Regions from separate parts of the Zea mays genome. Here region 2 is linked to region 1. Evidence: chromatin contacts called from public Hi-C data. All regions are on one chromosome and are shown on one strand. Each heading gives the region's core, a stretch centred on a gene start, on an enhancer-like site or on the middle of the called end of the contact. The rest is flanking DNA. Distances are from core to core; before and after follow the strand shown.

Region 1 (5,548 bases), core at 875-3,374:
CCATAAGGCGTTGGATAGTGGACGCCTTGGCCTTGGGTAGGGTTGGAGAGGGGGTTCAGATGGAGGCGCGGACTGTGGGGTGGCGGCTTTCCTGTCGAGGGCGGTGACATCTCGCTTCTGTTGTCGCGCAGTTGTGCGACCCTCCTACTCCACCCGCCGGTACTCCCTTCCACAGCGGCGCCCTCCCTCTGCGGCGCGCAGGCGCGCGTCTTCCTAGGCGGCGGCTATGTGCGGCACTGCGACTATGCACGAAAGCACGAGAACAGGATGATTAGGGTATAGATGTGGTGGGCTGGTGGCTTTGTTGTGCTTTAAGTGGGCTGGATGGGCTGGACGCTCTCCATCTCTCTTTTTCCTTTTCTTTTTCAATTTTAACATAATAAGGAATAGGGAAGGTGACGGACAAAGGAAAGCTGTGGAAATTTGTAGAAAGTTATCAACAAATTCTACACTATTTGGTCTAAGTAATATACTAATTTTGTATTTTATTATATAATTAAGGCGTCACCTTGTGTTACACTTTACTGCCTAAAAGCTAAAAAAGGGGGGTTGGGTGCCTTATGTCGCCTTACCACCTTAAAAACTATGGAATGCACGCTGAGTTTGTGGCATCATATGAGGCAACTGGGCAAGCGATGTGAGTAATGAAATTTATACCTGATTAAGAGTGATTGGTAGAATAGAAAGACCACCCAGAATGTATTGCGATAATGAGCCAGCAGTATTCTACTCCAACAACGGTATTCTACTCCTAGAACAAGTCAAGTGGTGTTGTCATGTTTGTTGACATTAAGTGATGTTCTTAAGAAGAAAATTCAGGATCAAACCATTTTTTAGCATAGCAAAACCCATCAGATGCTAGCAAATTCGCTCACCAAAGGCCTTCTACCCAGTGTGTTTGGATAGCACATAGTCGACATAGGATTAAAGGAAAGTCTATGATTCTAAATGAAGCGGCTATAGAAACAAACATATAGAACGTTACTCCATTCTGAGGCAGGGGAGCATCTGCATGTTATAGTCAATAAGTTTATTGGCACATAATTGATCATTGAAACGCATTGGTCTTGGTGTGTAAATTTGTCCAAGGGTGAAACATAGAAAGTTAAAAAACAAGAAAATAAAGAAAAAGGGAGAATGTTGGGTGTGTTCTCTAGCTCGGTCAAGGAGGTCGAGCCCGAGTCTATCCTCTCTAGCCAAGTTGCGTCCTGATTAAAGTCGCAAACCCTAATCCTATCCTAGTTGTGGCCTCATTACAGAAGCCAGAAGCGAAGCCTTTTGCCGACAAAAGCCGATACGGTCAGAATCTGAAACAAACACCCACACTTATCAAGTAATGAATGGTCAAACAGGGATCCGGTGACATCCTAAGGACTCTAGAAACTAGCAAGAATAGCCTCATGGTGTTACTCACCTCAAGAATTTCCCTGGCGCGATCCATGGACCGGCGGAGTGGCTCGACTATGCGCACGGCGGCGAGCTCCTCACCACTGGCCCATTCCCTTCGCACCTCCTTGACTACCTCGTCGGTGACTCCGGCCTTCTTGGCCCGCGCCCACCTGCCTATCCCACGCGCCAACCGCCGCAGGCGATGCAGCTCGTGGGTCTCCAGCTCGGTCTCCGCGCGCGTCGGCTCCCGCGGCTTCTTCTCCCGCCGCAGCGCAACCTTGAGGCCCTCGTCCCTAGCAGCCGCCCACGGAACAGCCCGTGACTTCTCCTTCTCAACCACATATTGGCCTGGTTCCCGCGGCGGGGACAGCTCGATCGTAAGGTGGAATGCGGCGGCGGCGGCACCGCTGTTGCTGGTGTGGACGGAATTCGGACTCGGAGCATCGGAGAGCTCGAGGGAGCGGACGCGCCGGATGATGCCGAGGACCGCTCGGTGGGTGCGGCCCCCGGGGACTCCGGCAGTGAGGGGCTTGGCTGCTGTTTTGGTGTTTTTCCTTGCCGGTGCCGGTTTGGGGCTGTCGATGCGGAACTTGGAAGGAGTTGCCTCGGCGGGGAGTGGAGGCACCGGGGGTGCGGAGTCGCGGCTTTGGGTAGAGGACCCGTGGAGCCATGGCGGCGGCGGCGGGGCCTTTAGGGACGGGGAGAAGAGGGGCAGCGGCGGTGGCGCCATGTGGGGGTCCCGTTGCTCACTCCGCCTCACTCATCCGTTCACAACGACCGTGTGCCCAGCGCGTGCGGCTAGGAATCTAGGATGAGTGGTGCCGTGGTGGTCACTGGTCAGGCAGAACCCCCAAGCATCGGATTGGATCTTTAGTTCAGCTAATATATGGCATTATTGATTTTTTTTAAATTTTGACCACTTATCTTATTTAAAATATTTATTCAAAAATATAAAATTTTAAATCAAGCACAAACTACCTTAAATAATAAAATAAATCACAATATAATAAATAATAACTCATTTGTTTTGAACAAGACGAGTGGTCAGAGTTTAAAACTTTGACCACTCGTCTTATTCAAAATATTTATTCAAAAATATAAAATTTTAAATCAAGCATAAACTACCTTAAATAATAAAACAAATCACAATAAAATAAATAATAATTTATTTTATTAATAATACAAGTGGTCAAAGTTTTTTTTAAAAAGTCAACGGTGTTATATATTTATGAACGGTGGGAGTCTAAGATGCTTATATTATACTTTATGTCTTATTTCATCTTCTATCCTTATAAATTTTCTAGAAAAAAAACTTAAAGTGAGATGTCTTTCGAATACCGGCAAAAAATGATGTTGTCGCCTTAAACACTGAGTATAGATGTCTAGTGGGTCGGGTTTGCGAGGCGACCCGAAACCCGACACAGGTTTAGTCCGGCTCAAACTCGGCATAACACGAAGCGAAGCGGGCTCGTGTCGGCCCGACCCAATCACCGGGCCATGCATGTGCCTAAGGCGTGGCACGGCGAGCTAGGCACACCACGACCCGTTTTTTTCATTTTTATACAATATACTTGAATATAGAGTATAAAATACAAGAAACATGCTTGTTTTGTTGGTTATGTGGGTGTAAATAAGTGTTTATAGCTAATAACTATGGTTTAAACCTTCATATATACAGATTTTTAACACAATTTTATCATTTAAACGCCATATACTATTACAGGCACGTTAGTCCCATCGGGTGTGGGTCGGCCCGGCACAGTTAATACCTTAACGTGTCGTACCTAGGCCTTGCTCGAGGTCCGTGGGCTGACACGGCACGACCCGCTTTCTAATTCAGGTCGGGCCGGCACCATCCCAACCCGTGTTGGGCCTAGCCGGGATCGGGCCAGGTTGACCCGGCCCACCCATTTAGGCATGTATACTCATGAGGAGAGGGCAATGAGTTCATCCATCGCCAATTAGGGTGATGAGACATGATCCCATCGTTCTAGGTCTTTGATTTGTAAGGTAGTTTATAGTGATTTCATATCCATTTAATAGTGTATCATATCAACATTTTAGATGACAGGATGAGACATTTTAGAATTGTAATCATTTAAGACTAGGTAATGTTTTTTTGCTCACGGACATTGAATGTGTTGTCATGGAGCTCATGTAATTTTAGCCAAATCCATTAGCAGTTTTTAATGTGAATATTTGATTGAAAAATTTCATGCTAAAAGATTCATACAAGCAATTTTTGGCTCAAGCATTCAAATGAATTTCTTTTTCCTCACTCGTGGTGAGTTCTCGAGATTTTTGGGGGGTTTCATCCTTGTTGGGGTGAAGGCGAAGACGCTACCCTTCGCTCGATGCCTTCGCCAATCTCGCTGCACCAACGGAGGCGAAACGACCGACGTCCACCCTTCGTCCACTACACTACAAGACGAAGGCCTACGACGAGGTCGCCCCGTCCCGCCTTCTCGTCCAACCCGGAGGCCCACGAGGAATTCAGCCCGTTATAACAGGCCCCGCGAGGCTAAGTGTGTTACGGGCCCGATTTGTAATAGCTTTTCTGTAATGGCAGTCTGTAACCCTCCTTTATAGGAATATTTCGGGTATAGTCCAGGTGCCTGAGGGTACATGCGTCTTTGCATTGAGACGTTGGGCACTCAGGCACCTATAAATACCCCCGTATAGTGCCCTTGAGAGGCTGGATTAACAGAGCTATTGCCATCTCGAGTCGAAACCTTGTTTGCGTTGCTTTCACTCCCCCGTTGGATCAACTTGCCCAAGAGAGCAAGTTCCAACATTTGGCGCCCACCGTTCGTGCTACGAAAAAAACACCCGCGATGGCACTCAAGAGAGCTAGCTCGAAGGCAGCCCCATCCGTTGACGAAGCAGCGAAGGCAGCGCTGCTGGCCAAGAAAAAGGGCAAGGCCCTTGTCGACACCACCCACCAAGAAGCTGCGAAGACGACACACTCAGCAAGAGACAACGCAATGATCAACCTACATCCGAAGGCACCCTCCGCACCTGCAGCTCCGGAGGACAACCGCAACCACCCCCAGGCTTCGCTCCACTAGAGGGCGAGGACGCCACTGAGGATGGAGAAGTCATCGGTGTTTCAGCAGAGGAACAGCTATAGCTGCGGGCATTGCGAATCAAGAACCGCAACCTCCAGAAGCAGAAAGAGATCCTCATGGCCAAGCGCCAACGTGTCTCCGCGCGGCCAAAGTGCGCCAGATGATACGTGACGAGGAGCAGAGGGCTCAGGAGCTTGAGCAAGAGATTGCGCTCATGCAGCGCGAAGGCCAACATGATCTGCAACGCGGCCCACCCCTCCAACAGCGTGCGCCAATCGAAGAACTATTCATTCCTCAGCGCGGACCCGTCATCCCGCACGCCACAACATTCCAAGGCGTCAACTACCTTGATGAGTGGAGTCCTCTGGCGCCACACCTGCAAGTGTCACCATGGCCCGCCAACTTCAGGGCAGGGACCTACCCCAAGTACAATGGCAGCACCGACCCCGCACAGTATATCATGAGCTATCAAGTCGCCGTTGCATCATCCAGAGGGGACGACGCCACGATGGCCAAGTCATTCATCATCGCCCTCGAAGGTCCGGCTCTAACCTGGTACACCAGGTTGCCCCCGCTGTCCATCGACTCCTAGAGAAGTCTCCGGGACAAATTTCTGCTCAACTTCCAAGGATACCACCCAGACACCGATGCCTTGGCCGAATTGTCACTCTGCAAGCAGCTTGAGAAAGAAACTCTACGGGAGTACTACCGCAAGTTTCTGACTCTCAAGTCATAACTGCCTTCGGTTGACGACCAAATTGCCATTCACTACGCCATCAGTGGCCTTCGGGCTGGCGTCCTTTATAGCCACTGCATCAGGGATCCACCCAAGAACCTCCAGGAGCTCTATCAGCTGTTCGAAAAATATGCCAGATCCGAAGAGCTCCACCAGCGCAAGGTCAAGTCCCAAAGGAAACCCAAGGACCCTCCGCAGTCCAGCCGAACGTGGACGAGACCTTCGCAGTCAGACTCCGGTCGGGACAGCCGCAGTCAGCAGCAGGTGCATAACATCGCCAACCAGCACCCCGCTGGTGAGGCCCCTCGCCGCCAATATTATTCCCCCAGGGGCGCGGCAATGGAACTCGTGGTCG
Region 2 (5,548 bases), core at 1,957-4,456, 200 kb after region 1:
GTTGTTTGGATGTGTGAATGGAGCAGCTTTTCAGTGGAAAAGTCAAGGAAATCAGGTATTGGGGCACGCACTTGTGCAACGCCAGCGAGGCCCGCCAGAAATGAGATTGATTTTCGTTTCCAGGCAGCCAGACCTGTGGGACACTTTTGCATCTGTTCAATCAGACCCAAACAAGTATACAACGAACCAAACATTCACTTCTTGCATCTCATCGTCCAGACTGTCTTGTATGCATGGAACCAATCAGGATGTCTCCCGCAACGTCCCTTAAATTTTATCCCTTAAAGAAATATTCTATATCCTTTACAGCACACTCTAAAAAATTTTGTCCTCTATATCTTCTCAGTCTCTAACAATGTCCTCTAAATTCGGTACTCTATATCTACAGTGTTAACAGATTACATAATAGCCATATTTATTTATTGTTTTTTAATATTGCACTTGTATTGAAAGTACGACATTAAAAATTGATGAAATAAATATTTTGCAATAATACAAATTTGTAAACGTCTAAATATTATGCAAAAATATAGTATACATATTAGTTAAAATTAAATTTGTGAACACGTTCTGAAACTGTAGAACTAGCTTTTAAATATACTATTCTTTATTTTTGTGTCCGCATGAATAAATGTACAAAGATTTTGCCCGTTTTCTACAATTTTCAAATAACCAAAGAAAAGAATTTCGATTTCACTTTTTTTGACTTCGCATGCATATTCTTTACTTCTCTCTCTTTCCATTGGTACAAAGTGCCGAACTACAAACACACCTTTCGTCGAGCACCTAGAGCGCACCAGCCACCACCACCGCTTGTTGTGGCCGCGAGGCGAGGAACCGTGAAGCAGATGGCCAGGGGGATCGTGAAGCATGTCCATGACGGCGGATGAGAGCTCATTGGTGTGGTTGTGCAGAGAGTCCGCACCGTCGACGGCAGCACCGTCGGAGAGCCCAACACCGACGGCGACCGTGTAAGAAGTAGCAGACTACCTGCACGACAAGTAGCGTGGCGGACAAGTAGCATGGCGGCGAGGGTCGTCCGGCCTTGCCTCCCCGCGCAGCCTCCTTGTTGTCGGTGCTGACCGCCTCCGAGGAAGTCTGTCGGGAACTAGCTGTCGGCATGAACAAGACCTTCGCGATGGGAAGACGCAATGGAGAAGGTTCCGCCCCAGCGCGGGAGAGGGAGTGTATCGGTGTGTAGCGGACGTCCGAAGATCTGCCACAATTAGCAGCTCTGGCGACGCCCGTAAAATTTAGCGGACGGTTTGGAGCGCCTTGCTGGAGGTGAAAAGAAGCTCCTCGTCTACTAAATTTAGCGGACAGGATGGTTTACATACCGTTGCAGTCTCACGCCCAGAATGAATGTTATTGGAAATACAATCCCTAGAAACGCCGACGGCGGCGTGCGGCCGACAAGGCCAAGGAGGACTCTAGGCGCAGCAGCCATGCCCATGCGAGGACTCTAGCCGCTGCAGACCACGACCAAAAACAATTAAACTAATTAAATGCCAATCATATGTTCACACGAAGACATCAAACAAATTGAATTTGATTATTTGTGAGTCACTCATGACATGGATGAGCACCAGCTATGTACGTTATTCAGCAAATATAATACTGTACTAATTAAACGCCACATGTATTCGGTCTCGAAACCGAAGATTGGACTATCAGCTTCTCCAAATTCATGTAGGATGATCCGCCATCCTGCAATGCTCCAGTTGCCTTGGCCTTGAGCTCCTGAGCCTTCCTCCTCCTGTGTTCCCCTTGGCTACCCTGATCCATCAGCCTCTCCAAGGCCTTCGCCACTTGTTCCATACCCACCTCCGCCTCGACATCCGCTCCGAGCTTGCTGGCAGTGAGGATGTTTTCTGTTGGCTTTGTCACGCCTACAGACACCCCAACACCAAGCAGGTCCACGACGAGCCTTTCATTGATAAACTGCTCGGCGAAGAGCGGCCAGGTGGCCATGGGCATGCCGGCGGCAATGGCCTCCAGAGTCGAGCCCCACCCGCAGTGCGTGAGGAAGCCGCCGACGGCGCGGTGAGCAAGGATGGCGACCTGGGGAGCCCAGCCTCGCACCAGCAAGCACTGCTTGTCGTCCAAGCTCTCACGCAACCACTCCTTGACGTCGTCGGGCATGGAGTCGGCGCCCTTGAGCACCCAGACAACAGGCCAGGCGCACGACGCTAGAGCCATGCCTAGCTGCACGACCTGCGCGGGTGGCATGCACCCGGCACTGCCGAAGCTGACGTACACCACAGACTTGGTCTCCTTGGTGTCCAGCCACTCCAGGACCCGCCTGTCGCCGCCGCCGCCGTCGTCTGTCATTGTCATGGGATGTTGATGGCACAGCGAGACGGGGCCGACGGCGACGACGGTCTTGCCGGTCGCTGCCGCGAGAAGCTCGCAGGAGCCGTGCTCGAGCTCCTCGAAGCTGTTCACCACGACGCCGTCCACTGCCACGTCGAACTCCCGTATCTCCTGTAGCGTCCCGCCGCCCATGGAAGTGGATGGCGCGAAATGCTGCGGCAGCTGCGCGCGCGAGACCCTGCAGTCAAACGCCGGCAGGGCCGGGATGCTGAAGAGCTCGTCTGCCGACGAAACCGCCTCGTGCGGCCTGTGCTTGTAGAGGTACTCGACGCAGAGCAGGGCGAACGCGCCGAACCCGTGGAAGATGTAGCACGGCGCGCGAAGCTCGCGCGCTAGGCCGAGCGCCCACGCGTGGCACATCCCGGCGACGACGCAGCTCGGGCGGCGGCGCGGCGGCAGAGCCTCGCCGCGGAAGTAGCGCGCCACCGCCTCGCCGAACAGTCTGTTGGCGTGGAAGAAGCGTGGCACGTCGGCTGGGGACCGGAGGAGGTCGAGCCTCTCGCTGCCCTCAGGCAGGCCGGCCTCCGCCGCTGGGAACGGGATCGCGGTGACCGTGATCGTCCCTGCCGCGCCGTGCCCGTGCGGACGGTGCAGTGCCGCGGCGAGGTCTTCCACGCGGCTCTGCACGAGCAGCGCGTTGGCGGGCGTCGTGATGATGGTGACCGCCGCGCCGTGGGAGGCGAGGAGGCGGCCGATGTCGGTCATGGGGATGATGTGGCTGATGGCTCCTTGCCATGGAAGCAGCAGGAAGTGAGGGTCCGCTGTTGCTCTCTCCATTTCCGTCCGATCCGGTCTCACTCTCTGGTTGCAGATCTTCTCGTTTGCCTGTGTTTCTTGTGACTATACTCGTACGGCTACGGCCTACGGAGTATATATACAGGCAAATAAAGCCACGTGACTCCAAAAGCTCCTCCGTATGGGTGGTGTGGTGTCGACATGATAACAGGCCAGTGAAACATAGGTGTTGGTGGTGGGCTGGTGGCTGATTCCATTCCTAATTCTATTCTCTGCTGGGGTGGACTTTTCGCGAGTAATCACGCATCATGACGCATGTGCTAACGTATAGTTTTCAGATGCTAATTTTTAGTCTCTATATTTTATTCTATTTTAGTTTTTAAATTATCAAATACAAAAAATAAAATAAAGTTTTAGTTTTCGTATTTGTTAATTTAAGTACTAAAATAAAATTAATTGGAGAGACTAAGAATTAGAGGTGTTTGGTCTATAGAGATTAATTCTAGACTCTCTATTTTACTATATTTTAGTCTTTAAATTGTTAAATACAAAATATTTAGAAATTTAGGAATTAAAATAAAATTGTCGGCGTTTCAACCCGGGGGTCCCTGGAACGACGAGTAAATTGTCGCTGCGTGTCCCAGCCTGCATGGGTCGGCGCGAGACGGAACACAAAGGGGGAGAGACAGTAAGGGGAAACCGTGGCCTTCGTGTTGTCCTGCGCCCAGGGCGGATGCACTTGCAGTAGGGGGTTACAAGCATTCGCGAGGGAGAGAGAGAGAGCCTTGCGCGTCGGCCCGTTCTCCCGCGCGGCCACCTTCTCGTACGAGAGCCCTGGACCTTCCTTTTATAGACGTAAGGAGAGGGCCCAGGTGTACAATGGGGGGTGTAGCAATGTGCTAACATGTCTAGCAGAGAGGAGCCAGAGCCCTAAGTACATGCTGTCGTGGCTGTCGGAGAGGTTTTGGCGCCCTGTTCATGTGATGTCGTGGCCGTCGGAGGAGCGCTTGAGCCCTGTGGAAGTACAACTGTCGGAGCTGTCGGATCCTTGCTGACGTCTCCTTGCTTCCGTAAGGGGCTGAGAGCCGCCGTCGTCATGGAGCACGCGGGATACCATCATTATTTGTTTACCGGGGCGAACCAGATGGGACGCTGGTCTTGTTCCCCGTAGCCTGAGCTAGCTAGGAGTAGGGTAATGATGGCCCCCTTGTGACGTGGTCGGTCCGAGCCCGAGGTCGGGCAAGGCGGAGGCTCCTCCGAGGTCGAGGCTGAGTCCGAGCCCTGGGGTCGGGCGAGGCGGAGTCCGTCTTCCGAGGTCGAGGTTGAGTCCGAGCCCTGGGGTCGGGCGAGGCGGAGTCCGTCGTCCGAGGTCGAGGCTGAGTCCGAGCCCTGAGGTCGGGCGAGGCGGAGTCCGTCGTCCGAGGTCGAGGCTGAGTCCGAGCTCTGGGGTCGGGCGAGGCGGAGTCCGTCGTCCGTCGTCGAGGTTGAGCCCGAGCTCCGGGGTCGGGCGAGGCGGAGCTTCCTATGGCGTCCGAGGCTGGACTTAGCTGCTGTCAGCCTTGCTCTGTCGAGTGGCACAACAGTCGGAGCAGGGCAGACGGCGCTGTTTTTCTGTCATGTCGGTCAGTGGAACGGCGAAGTGACTGCGGTCACTTCGGCCCTGTCGACTGAGGAGCGCGCGTCAGGATAAGGTGTCAGTCGATCCTTGCATTAAATGCTCCTGCGATACGGTCGGTTGGCGTGACGATCTGGCCAAGGTTGCTTCTCCGCGAAGCCTGGGCCTCGGGCGAGCCGAAGGTGCGTCCGTTGCTTGAGGAGACCCTCGGGCGAGACGTGAATCCTCCTGGGTCGGCTGCCTTTGCCCGAGGCCGGGCTCGGACGAGGCGAGATCGTGTCCCTTGAGTGGACGGAGCCTTACCTGAATCGTGTCCATTAGGCCTTTGCAGATTTGTGCTGATGGGGGTTACCAGCTGAGATTAGGAGTCTTGGGAGTACCCCTAATTATGGTCCCGACAAAAATAAAATGAAAGACTAAAAATTAATTAAAAAACAAACACCCCTAAATCGTTGCAATATAATAGCTGATTGTACATGATATGTTTGAGGTTTCTATATGATACTAATAAACGATGTTAGTTTAATTGGTCGTGTTGATTATTAAGTACTAAAACTTAATTATTAATAGGACAAGGTTGGTGTGCCAGCTTCTTTTTTCTGCGGTCTTCGGAGGACTTTTTGGCGGCACCTGCTGAATTGGACTTCTCTCCATGAGCGTGTGAGGCCATCATGCACACATATCCGACACATATTTATCCTAATTTGATTTTGAGAAGTATGGTCAGTCCAATCCGACACAGGATCTGCATGTGTACTTTGCACTGGTACATGTACTACAAAATATACTCCTAGATAGCAACCTGCGTAGTCCGTGACAGGTCAA

The links. A called contact is a pair of places that touch in the nucleus more often than the background predicts.
Region 2: a Hi-C map of root tip shows a contact between it and region 1, with 2.9 times the contacts expected there. The contact joins the promoter of LOC100382444 here to the promoter of LOC541870 in region 1. A contact is called at or near these places in 9 of 25 Hi-C or Micro-C datasets (bundle sheath, ear, endosperm and 4 more) and 1 of 3 datasets of contacts at active chromatin or transcription factors (leaf).

The regions. Positions count from the first base shown.
Region 1 is chr1:225,922,540-225,928,087 of Zm-B73-REFERENCE-NAM-5.0, forward strand. LOC541870 (chloroplast RNA splicing 1) reads right to left here and starts at 2,125. Exons shown (of 9, transcript NM_001111538.2): 1 at 1,415-2,125. The coding sequence starts at 2,119.
Region 2 is chr1:226,121,170-226,126,717 of Zm-B73-REFERENCE-NAM-5.0, forward strand. LOC100382444 reads right to left here and starts at 3,207. Exons shown (of 1, transcript NM_001175186.2): 1 at 1,500-3,207. The coding sequence starts at 3,150. The coding sequence ends at 1,627.